Linked DNA regions of Oryctolagus cuniculus: region 1 is linked to region 2. A link is a contact called in public Hi-C data. All regions are on one chromosome and are shown on one strand. Each heading gives the region's core, a stretch centred on a gene start, on an enhancer-like site or on the middle of the called end of the contact. The rest is flanking DNA. Distances are from core to core; before and after follow the strand shown. Region 1 overlaps ARL15 (ARF like GTPase 15). Region 2 holds the start of FST (follistatin).

Region 1 (5,246 bases), core at 2,051-4,550, 470 kb after region 2:
CCCTCAATGCCATCTAAAGGTGCCGCTTGACAGGCGAGTCCCCTAGGAATCCAGAGCCACCACCAAAGTGCAATGGTTGGCATCCCGACCTTTGGGAGGAGCAGGGAATTTGTGAAAGGAACCGTGCAACAGCGATAAACATGGAACACTGATCCAGCATGTTCAAGGTCATTCAGAGACATCAAGAAATGAACATGAGACAACCTCATACACCTTCATAGTCTCCGTGAGTTTCAGTTTGTTCATCTGCAGGCACGATGGACGAGCTAACCTTTAAATGGTCCTTCCGGCTTCATCACGATGTGGGGAGGAGAATGGATAATCGCAAAAGAGCACAGCTGATACCATCAGTCAGACCTGGGCTGGACGTCAGTTTCTGCCACCCATCAGGCAAAGTACTGAACTTCCACAGGTCTCGACTTTATCCCTCCTAAAATGAAGAAAATAGAACGAACCTGGTACAGCTATAGAAGGGTAGATCTTTTTTTTTTTTTTTCAGTTCGTGGAGAGGTGAGCTTTTTTTTTTTCCTTAAGATTTATGTATTTTTTCGAAGACAAAGAGTTACATAGAGGGGGAGATACAGAGACCTTCCATCGGCTGATTCACTCCCCCGATGGCCACAATGGCCGGGACTGATCTAGGCTGGATCAGGAGATTAGAACTCCATCTGGATCTCCTACATGGGTGGCAGGGGCCCAAGTACTTGTGCCATCTTCTGCTGCATTTCCCAGGCATATTAGTGGGAAGCTGGATCAGAAATGGAGCAGCCAGGACTCGATCCAATGCCCACATGGGATGCTGGCACTGCAGGCAGCAGCGTGACCATCTGCACCACCACACCTGCCTAAAGTGGTACATTTGTGGAACAGTGGTTAAGATGCTGCTTCAGACATGCACATCCTTTGACAGAGTGCCAGGGTTTGAGTCCTGCTCTGCTCCAGATTCCAGCTTCCTACGGATGCACATTCCAAGAGGCAGCAGGTAATGACACAAGCATCTGTGTCCCTGCCACCCTCATGCAAGACCTGGCTTGAGTTATAAGCTTCTGGCTTCAGCCAGGCCCAGCCAGGCCTAGCTGTTACAGGCATCTGGGGAGTAAAGCAGTGAATGGAAGATCTCTGTTTGCCAGGTTTCAAATAAAATAAGGTGTACTTTCTCTTATAAAAATATTCACAGAAAATATGTTAGGAAAAATTATGGGAGCAGACATTTAGCCTAGCAGTTCAGAGGACTGGCGTCTCGCAACAGAGGGCCTGGGTTTAAAAACCTGCTCTGGCTCTTGACTCCAGCTTCCTGCTAATGCTGACCCCAGGAAGCAGCAGGGATGTCTCAAGTGATTGGGTTCCTGCCACCCACATGGGAGACCTGGATTCAGTTCCTGGCTCCCAGCTTTGGCCTGGCCCAGATGGAGCTGTTGTGGGCATTTGGGAGAGTGAACCAGCAGATGGGAGCTCTTTTTTTGTGTCTGTCTCTCTTTCTTTGACTCTCAAATGAATATGTAAAAAAATTTTTTTGAAGTGCAAAGGAATAGAAATTTTGAGTTCTGCCCTTTAAAAAAATGCACAGGGATTTCAACTTTTTTTTTTTTTTTTTTTTTTTTTTTTTTTTTGCACCCAAACAAACTTATCTTTTACTTCCATTTTCCAGGAACTTCTAGAAGCACTCTCATATCCCATAACTGACTAAAAGGCAGCTCTTTAGATTTCAAAAGCATTCTTTGCTTTACACACACACAGACACAAAAGATTCTGCCCGTGCCCCTCTTGCAATTGAGTCGATGTTCATTCTGCATGAGACAGACTTGTAGGATATTTGGAGCTGTTTACACACTTACACACTATTTAATATAAAACCCTCCAAAAAGCCTTACTGAGCAGGCGTGCGTGCATGTGTATTTAAAGCTTGATGGTCAGCCGTATGAGGTTTACCAAGATGTGCAAGGTTCGGTTTCCTGTGCTTGAGAAACCCACAATCACTCGTCTCTGTAGGAAGGCAGGGACACACTGCCATACGATAGAAGGCATTATTTTGAGGAGGAGAAATGAGAGATGCCTTCTCCAGCAGTGTGAATTAATTAATGTTTATAAGGAACTTGGAGATGCTTGTACAAAAGGCATTTTGAAGGTAAACATTTTTAAGGGCACTTCATTCTGTAAGGCTGGATTAAGAGGAGGGAAGTAATTAGCATATTGTGAGGAAAGAAAAGTTTTTCCAGAAGGCACACACAGAGATGTAGCCCACCGAAAAGACAATACTGAAAATCCATTCCAATTATAAAAGATGTGTCTGGGGTAGGTTCTCGGTGTCCATGAGAAGCCAGGTAAAACCTGGAAATACACATTATTCAGCTCATGGAAAGCCGAGGTCTTCAGAACGAACAAGTCTTAAATAAGTTTTTGCAAAAGACCAAATCAACTTAAAGTGCAAACAGCCTTACCAAGACCTAATTTCTTAAACAATTAGCCTCGTTCCCAACAGGATCAAACACAAGCTCCTGAGCTTGCTGCACTCAAAGAGAATCTTGATTTGAGCCGAGTGTGATCTCCAGATGCAACACAAACCTTCTGCCCAGAGCTCCATGGGAAAGCATTTCTGGAAACAGATGCACCTTGTTTAAAACCAAAGTTTTGTTTCTGAAAAAAATTGGGTACAAATGGAATTTTTAAAAATTGAATCATATTCCAAATGCCCTGGGGAGGCTCAAATCACAGGGAACCCTGTCATGAATGCTTTTGCAAGTGAAGAATTATTTTAGAAATTGAAAAAGCACCTCTGATTTATTTGTTACATTGATTTTTAGGGGGTTTTGTTTTGTAATTATATGCTTGCCTTTTGTGGCTTATTTTGAATAACTTTTCTTAAAAAAACCATTTTCCCTTTTGAGTATTTACTTTTGAAATATTCCCTTTTTCCCCTCAAGTGTAACCTTTAATAGATTCAAGGGCTAATTCTCTTCTGTCTACCCCTGCCCCATGGGAATAAGTCCATTTTTGAAATGGAAACCAATGGGATAATTGAATTTACTGGCATTTATTTTTTGGTCCAATTACATCTGTTCTACTTGGTAGGAACACAACTCCTATTAGGTCTACGTGGAAGGAAAGGTATCTGGGGCATGGTGCTCCCATTAAGATGTCTGATTTGAATGGAACCAAAAGACAGAAGGGATGGGGCAGAACCAGGAGTTCATGAGCCTGTGCAGAGTATGCCCGCAGACATATTTGCCTCAACTTCCAGAGACTGAGCAATGTCTCACAGCTGAGCAGAGATTCCAAAACTTTGATTCATGAATCAATCCCTTAGTCATAGTCATTTTTTCATGGTGCCCCTAGGACAAAAGAAATACCTAACCATTCATATACTGAGTAGTTAAGATAAAACAACTGCTAAGTAGCTGTCCTAAGAACTTAGTAACAGATCGAAAACATGGTACCCATAACAATTACTAACTAAAGGATGTGCATACCTATGGCGCACTGCACAACCTCTTAACTCTTGGAATCAGATTGGATACTGCCACTTTCATTTCCTTTTCCACAATAATTGTCATGCAGTACTTGCTTTTTATCATGTTAACCTCTTTGGAATGATATGACATCATCAAAAGGAATGTAGCGCCATCTAATGTTGAAACTGTGAACTACCTCGTGATAGTAGTTCACTGTATCTGACAAACATCAATTATTTCTTTTCTTCTAAAATTTAAAATAACCTCTATGAGTTGACTGTGGGACCCTGGGGTGCCTCGACACACAGTTTGGGAATTACAAATTTAGCAACAAGGAGACCTTTCTTTTGCCCGAATGACTGAACCGTGTCAAGATTTCACTATCTGGGCTTGATGCTGTGGCGCAGCGGGTCAAGACGCCAGCTGCAGCGCTGGCCATATGGGCACCGGTTCGAGTGCTGACTGATCCATTTTCAATCCAGCTCCTTGCTAGCGCACGTGGGAAAGTAGTGGAGGATGGTCCGAGTGCTTGGATCCCTGCACCCACGTGGGAGACCCAGAAGAAGCTCCTGGCTCCTGGGTTCAGTCTGGCCCAGTTCTAGCTGTTGCGGCCATTTGGGGAGTGAACCAGCAGATAGACAGTCAATTTCTCTCTTTAACTCTGCCTTTTGAACAAAATAAAAATAAACCTTAAAAAAAGATTTCAGTATCACACACACACATACACACGTGTGTGCACAGAATTGCTTATTTGGACAACTAAGCCCCAGTGAAAAGTACCACTGTCCCAAATAGGGAGCAATTTTAGAGCTAGTACTTTGATGTCAGTTATCTATCCGAATGCATTTAAAAAGAATATACTTGTAGATTCAGTTTTACGTCCACGAATTTCTATGTGGCAGGTGCTTTGATTTAGTTTACATGGGAGGAAGCGTTACTTTCTCGTGTAACTGAAGTTTTGCTCTGTAATATAAGCTAAGGCCTGCTGTCAGCAACATGACTGCGCCCACCCACCTCCACTGCGAGGGAGAGATGACGTGTGGGGGTGCCATGGCTGAAAGGCATCCGTACACCGCACGACAAGGGTCCAGAATGTGGCCTTTACTTGTGCAAAAGATATTACAAGCCCAAGTTCAAGATGACGTCAAGAAGGAATCTTCTTTTCCACTGCCAGGCACTTCTCTGTAAGCACAAGTTGAGGCTGATGACGGCGGAGGATCCCATTCCTGGTCTTTCTCCCCGAATGCTGACCCTTCTCCTTCCTCTCCACACAGCCTCTGTCTTTCCCTGAGCTGCCAAGAGATACCACAGACTGAGTCATAATGATGTCTCTGCTGTCCTCTCACAATTTCCTTTTCTGCCTTTGAAAACAAACTGCAGCCTTCCATTAAACTATTACCTTGCCCATTGCAGCTTCCGGCGTGTTCACTTGACATTGCTTTTGCCCTGGGGTTCTGCTCTCTCATTAGACTTTTGTCTGTCTAGGCCCTTCCTCTTCTCTCTCTCCTACTTTGCAGAAACCTCCCACACAATGCTAGGTAAGAGCGATTTAACAGAAGGCCCTGGGGTGGCATAATCAGCTATGGTGATTAGAGTCGGGTCTTGGCTGAATCCAGGATTAGCGATGGGTGTCTCCTCAGGACCAGGGCTCTCTGCAGGCCCAGAAGAGCCGAATGAGAGGGAAGACTCCATTAAGTTTTGTTAAAGTGTGGCACTTTTTAATCAGCAAGGATGAAAATGAATGCAGTTCTAATGGTAGCACGCCCATCGTCAAGATGTTTGTGGTTCACGGTGGCA
Region 2 (5,106 bases), core at 1,726-4,225:
TAGCATTTTTACATATCACCCAATCATACTGGAATGATGTGGCTGTATCTTGGATCAAATTAATTTAGAATATTTCTTATGACACCAATCGTTTCTATCTACCAAAACTAAAGTAACTGGATAAACCAAGTACTTTTACTCCAATGACCAGGTAAATATCTTTACGAAGTCCAAAAAAACTGCTTCTATTCCCATTTTCATCTTGCCACCTAGCCCCTCCCCCCTAAAAAAGCAGTATTTGTGTAGACATGTACAATCTTTCTGTAACAACTCTTTATATGTGTATGTATATACGTAAATGGAGAACTAAATCTGATAAGAACACCCAAGTTACATCAGTATCTTCACTGCTTAGGTTTATAATAGATGGGGAAATTATTATGATCTTTAAAGCGATCTTCCCAAAAGTCCTGAAAAATCAGCTGTGAATTAAAATGTGACCTTATATTCCTCTAGGCAGGAAGACTTGATACACAAGTGGACACGTGTAAAATGGAAACGTTTTCTATAGCCGCTGTGTGGAAAGTCTAAGAAAAAGAGCCCAGCTTCCAGGGGTCACTGGCTGATTCAAGATCAATATGTTGATTTAAACGTAGGACAAATATAAAATCCTGTAATGATGCGAGGGTCTTAAAAACGTTTTAGTGGCTCTTGGTAGCAATGCCACGGAGGCAGGATTCCGTTAACCTGCTTCAAACAAAAGCTGCTTCTCTCGCTGCCACTGACAGACAAATCTGTGCAGAAGGAGGAAAAAGTAACAATACTTGTTAGCGCCTCTCTTTCCTTGAAGTTTTCCCAGGGAGGAAAAGTACAGGAGGGGAGAAGACTAACTCTCCCTGCAGCACAGCAGCGTGCAAGCCCTCTCTCCACCTCTGTGAATAAAGGAGAAATAAATTCAACTTTGGAACTCTGCCATGGAGTGGCGGCTCCTGCAAAGGGGGCAGTTTGCTATTAATTGTTAATGTCGTCTGCCATTAGAGGGCACTAAACAACTCTACATTAATGCGTTGGAGGGAAGCGAGACAAGGAGCCGGGAAAAGAAAGAAGGGAGGGAGACGAGGGAGGGAGGGCATGGGCAGAGTCGGGGAGAGGGAGGGAAAGAGAGGAGAGAGGGACGAGGGGCGGCAGGCGTAGGAGGACCGGGGAGGAAAGGGAGGGGACGGGGCGGGGGGGAGGGGGGGGCGGGACGGACAGACAGACAGACTGGGAAACACAGCCAAACTGAATCTGGGCAGATTAAAAAGGACGTGCAGCTCCAGCGCCGTCTGAAGTGCGCCGAGAGCCAGCCTCCCCCGACCGCCGCGCCCCTCCCTCGCGTGCTCACGACGGTAATTATAAAGCGAGAGGCGGCGGCGGCGGCGGCGGCGGCGGCGGCGGCGGTGGCGGCGGCGGCGGCGGCGGCGGCGGCGGCGGCGAGGTCACCGTTTTTACCAGCCTGCTGCACCGAAAGCGCGCGGTGCAGGTGCGGCGGCCGCGGGGCTTTGTGATTCATGCGCCCACTTTCAAAGGGGGGCTCGGGCCCGTCTGAGAGGCACCCAAACAACTGTCTTCTAATATTAGCACGGCTGTACTTCGGGATCTATTATAGTCTGTCCAGACAGATCCCATTGTAATGGGATCTTTTATTAAAAGATTAGCACTATCTCCTGCAGTTGGTGGAAAAAAATCTGTTATCACTGAGTTATTTGCAGTTGTGGAGGGGGTGGGAGGGGGGTGACGGAAGATGGGGGTGGGAGGGCCTGGGGAGGACTGGGGGAGGGGGGCGAAGGAGGGGCGGGTTTGAAATCCGTAGAACAAATCCCAGTGACCTGCGAATGTCCAAGAATTTTGTCTGCATACTTCGCTGTCTGTTGTCCTACGGGCTGGAGAAGCGAAATGAATAGCAATTTAAAAGGCAGCTTTGGAATAAACAATATAGCCTTTTCCGTGAAGTAATCGCTTTATATAAAAGGAAATATCGCCTCCTCAGTTTCATTCAGCGGTGCCAAAAATGTTATAAATGAGAGACCCGCCAACTTCCAGTGAAGAATGCCAGGCACTGTACTTAATAAACTGAGGCTACAGAAGTTCATTATCGATGTTGCAATCTTTTTTTATTCGCGGGGGGGGGGGGAGGGAGAGAGAGAGGAGAGAGAGAGAGAGAGAAGAGAGAGAGAGAGAGAGAGAGAGAGAGAGAGAGAGAGAATCGAGTCTGGAGCCGAGCTGGAGACGAGAGAGACAGAGACGCACAGGACAGAAACTAGGGGAGTCGCCGAGCGGGGAGGAGGGGGCAGACCGCCTACGTCGGCGCCCCCGCTCGGGGCTCCGACTCCAGACGCCCGGGAAGTGAAAGGGGAGAGAGAAGAAAAGGGACAGGGCGAGACTGCACCGGGGGGGAGGCCGTGTCTGAGGTGTTAAACATTTTTGTTTGCTACTCGTGGAGACCCGGGGCTTGCGTCTCCGCGCTGCTCCGCCAGGGTGGAAGGTGCCGGGGCCGGGGTTCCCAGCGACCCCTCAGGGCCGAGAGCCGCCGCCGCCGCCAAGTCCAGCACGCACAGACCCAGACACAAAACCTCCCGCCGGGTCCCCCGCGCCCAGGCTGTACGGGAGGCTGGCAGGGTCCGACCCCACCCTGAGCGAGCGAGGGCTCTCCAGCAGCCCGCGGCTCTCCCGGCGTCTGCAAAGTCTTTTGCCAGAGCCGAGGAGCGGAGAAGCAGCGGCGCGGAGACCAAGTGCCGGCTTCCCCGCTCGGCCCGCCGCCCGCTCCAGCGCCCCGCGGCGCACACCCGCACACACACACACACACACACACGCACGCACGCACACACGCCACCCCGGGCGCGGCGCGCTGCCCGCAAGCGGCGGCGTGCAGGACATGAAGTGGGTGTTCTTCCCCGCTCCCCACCCCCGAGCGTCGCCCCCACCCCCCGCCCCGGCCGCCTGCCCCCTCCCTCCCGCTCCTACGCAAATAAGAACTCGGCGATTCCCCTCCTGCCGCTTTGATTTCGGGCACCTCCGACAGATAACTGGGAAGGGTTTCCAGAAGGTGGGAAATGTCACCTGATTCACAGTGAACTTTTAAAAGCTCCCCACCCCCAAGGAGCCGCGCACACCCTCGCTCGAGGCCGCCCTCCCACAGCCCCACACACTGGGAGACCGCCCACCGCAAACCGCGGAGACCCCCGTCTAGATTTAAAGCGCGGCTGCGCCCGGCTTCTGACGTCCATTGAATCGCGCGGGCGGCCGGCTGTGAGCGCGGGGCTGCGCCCGGATCTCTGCGCCCTCCGCCGCTCGCCTCCGAGACGCGCGCCGCTCGCACCAGCCGCCCCGCCGCCGCGCCCGCTCCCCGCGCCGCCGCGCTCCTCGCCCCGCGCCTGCCCCCAGGATGGTCCGCGCCAGGCACCAGCCCGGCGGGCTTTGCCTCTTGCTGCTGCTGCTCTGCCAGTTCATGGAGGACCGCAGCGCCCAGGGTAAGCGAGGGGAGGGGGGGATGCGCTGGGCAGGCTGGGCTGAGGGCAGGGGGCTCTACTTTTCTGTGGTCTGTTCGCCCCAACGCTGCTCTTGGAAGATGTTGGACCAAGTTAGCGACTCCGCGATGGAGAGCAGTGGGGAAACACCAAGGCAGTGACACTTTGGGACCGGCAGCGGAGTTGGGAGCTCGGCTCTCCTTTAAAAGGAAAAGGAGCAGGCTGGAGTCTGCCTCAGTATTAGGGTTAGATGCTCCGAGTTCTGGCCGGGATGACTTGAGATGGTATCTCCGGGGTTGGGGACCAGCATCAGTAGTAGCCTGCGGATTTCGGCCGCCCGGTTTGCAGTCTAACCTCTGTGCCTCCCACGTCTTTTGGAGACTTTTTACAATGACCTGGGGCTGCGGAGACACTGAATTTTCTCCGGTGGCTTGGGGGACGTGGTTTCAGAAAGTTTGCCCAAACTTGGAAATGTGGGTGCTGAAAATTTTCGAGGGAAGTAGCTTTCTGCCTAATGGATGCTTCTTCCAAACCCCCTCCCCCAACCCCGCAAAAAAAAAAAAAAAAGTCAAATTATTACCCGGGAGTGTTGTGAGTTACTTTACAGTTTTTTTTTTTCCCTCTTCTTTGCTTCATTCCTCGGACTGTTAACTTTTTGTAAAACAGCGAGCAGCCCACAACTGATTTAAATGCTAAGCTGTATCAAGAGTAAATCTCTTAAGTTTGTCTTGTAAAAATAGCTGTTTCTTTCCATTAGTCTTGGGCAGAATTTTTAAAATAATACTAGCAGCCTGTGGTCCAGTTATTGTTAAAGTCTTACTTCCTGAACCAAATCTGGGTGTTAAAAGAGGGGAAGGGGGAGAGATTCCTTGCACAGGTTTCTTCGTGCTAGGTGGGAGCTAGGTGTACGGAGCCGGGACCCGGCAGGACGCTCGCCCCGGGCCGAGGTGCCCTGCCCGCGTGAGCGTGAACGTTTCCAGGGTGTGAGCGACCCCGCCGTCTGCACCGCCCTGCGCCCGGCTGCCCGCGTCCAGGGACGTGGGCGCCAGGGAAAGCAGCCCTCGGAGATTTCGAAAGCTCCCGGTGGCCGCGGGCGTGCTCAGGGGCGGCGGATTGCAAAACGGGCCCGTCGGGCGGGCTGCGCCTCGAGGCCGCGCGGGGCAGCTCCGGATTGCTTTTTTGCTTTCATTTTTCGCAAGTGCCTTTTTGCTTGATCTGTTCCTGCGCGTGCGTGCGTGTGTGTGTGTGTGTGTGTGTGTCTCCTTCTCCTCTCTCTCCCTCTCCTCTCCCGTTCTCTCACTTTCTTAACCCCTGTCACAAATAATTCCCGTGCCGCCTACATGAAACCAACATGTAAAAACATCCGTCGCATCCTGTTTTTGTCAGGTTCTTTAATCTGCCCTTCGAGTCGCTGCAGGTTATGAAATGGGACGAATAAAAGTAAACAGTCTAGTAAAAGTCAATGCAAGCTGCACGTGTTGTGTCTGGGTCACTGGTTAACTGACATTGATATGGCTGGGGCGCTCTGGCTTCTGCCTCGCCCTGCCTCCCCTCGTCTGCCCCCCACCTCTGGGATCAGGGCTTCCCCCCCTCCTTCCCAACCCCTCCACCCCCTCCTATTTATTTGCCGCGCGTCTCCCCCGCCGCGCGCCCTGCCCTC

The links. Hi-C and Micro-C count contacts between places; a contact is called where the count stands out from the background.
Region 1: a contact with region 2 is called in a Hi-C map of an unstated tissue, with 4 times the contacts expected there. The contact joins the enhancer-like site here to the promoter of FST in region 2. A contact is called at or near these places in 3 of 6 Hi-C or Micro-C datasets (ear pinna, skin fibroblasts and an unstated tissue).

Annotation. Positions count from the first base shown.
Region 1 is chr14:74,745,576-74,750,821 of mOryCun1.1, forward strand. All of the region lies in intron 4 of ARL15 (ARF like GTPase 15), which reads right to left. Among named protein-coding and RNA genes, the nearest start is that of ARL15, 370 kb to the right of the region's middle. Within about 2 kb of position 3,301, at least 1 of the 8 cell types and tissues checked has an H3K27ac peak or open chromatin away from gene starts, as enhancers often do.
Region 2 is chr14:74,275,142-74,280,247 of mOryCun1.1, forward strand. It overlaps FST (follistatin), which reads left to right and starts at 2,976. Exons shown (of 6, transcript XM_070056901.1): 1 at 2,976-3,449. The coding sequence starts at 3,365.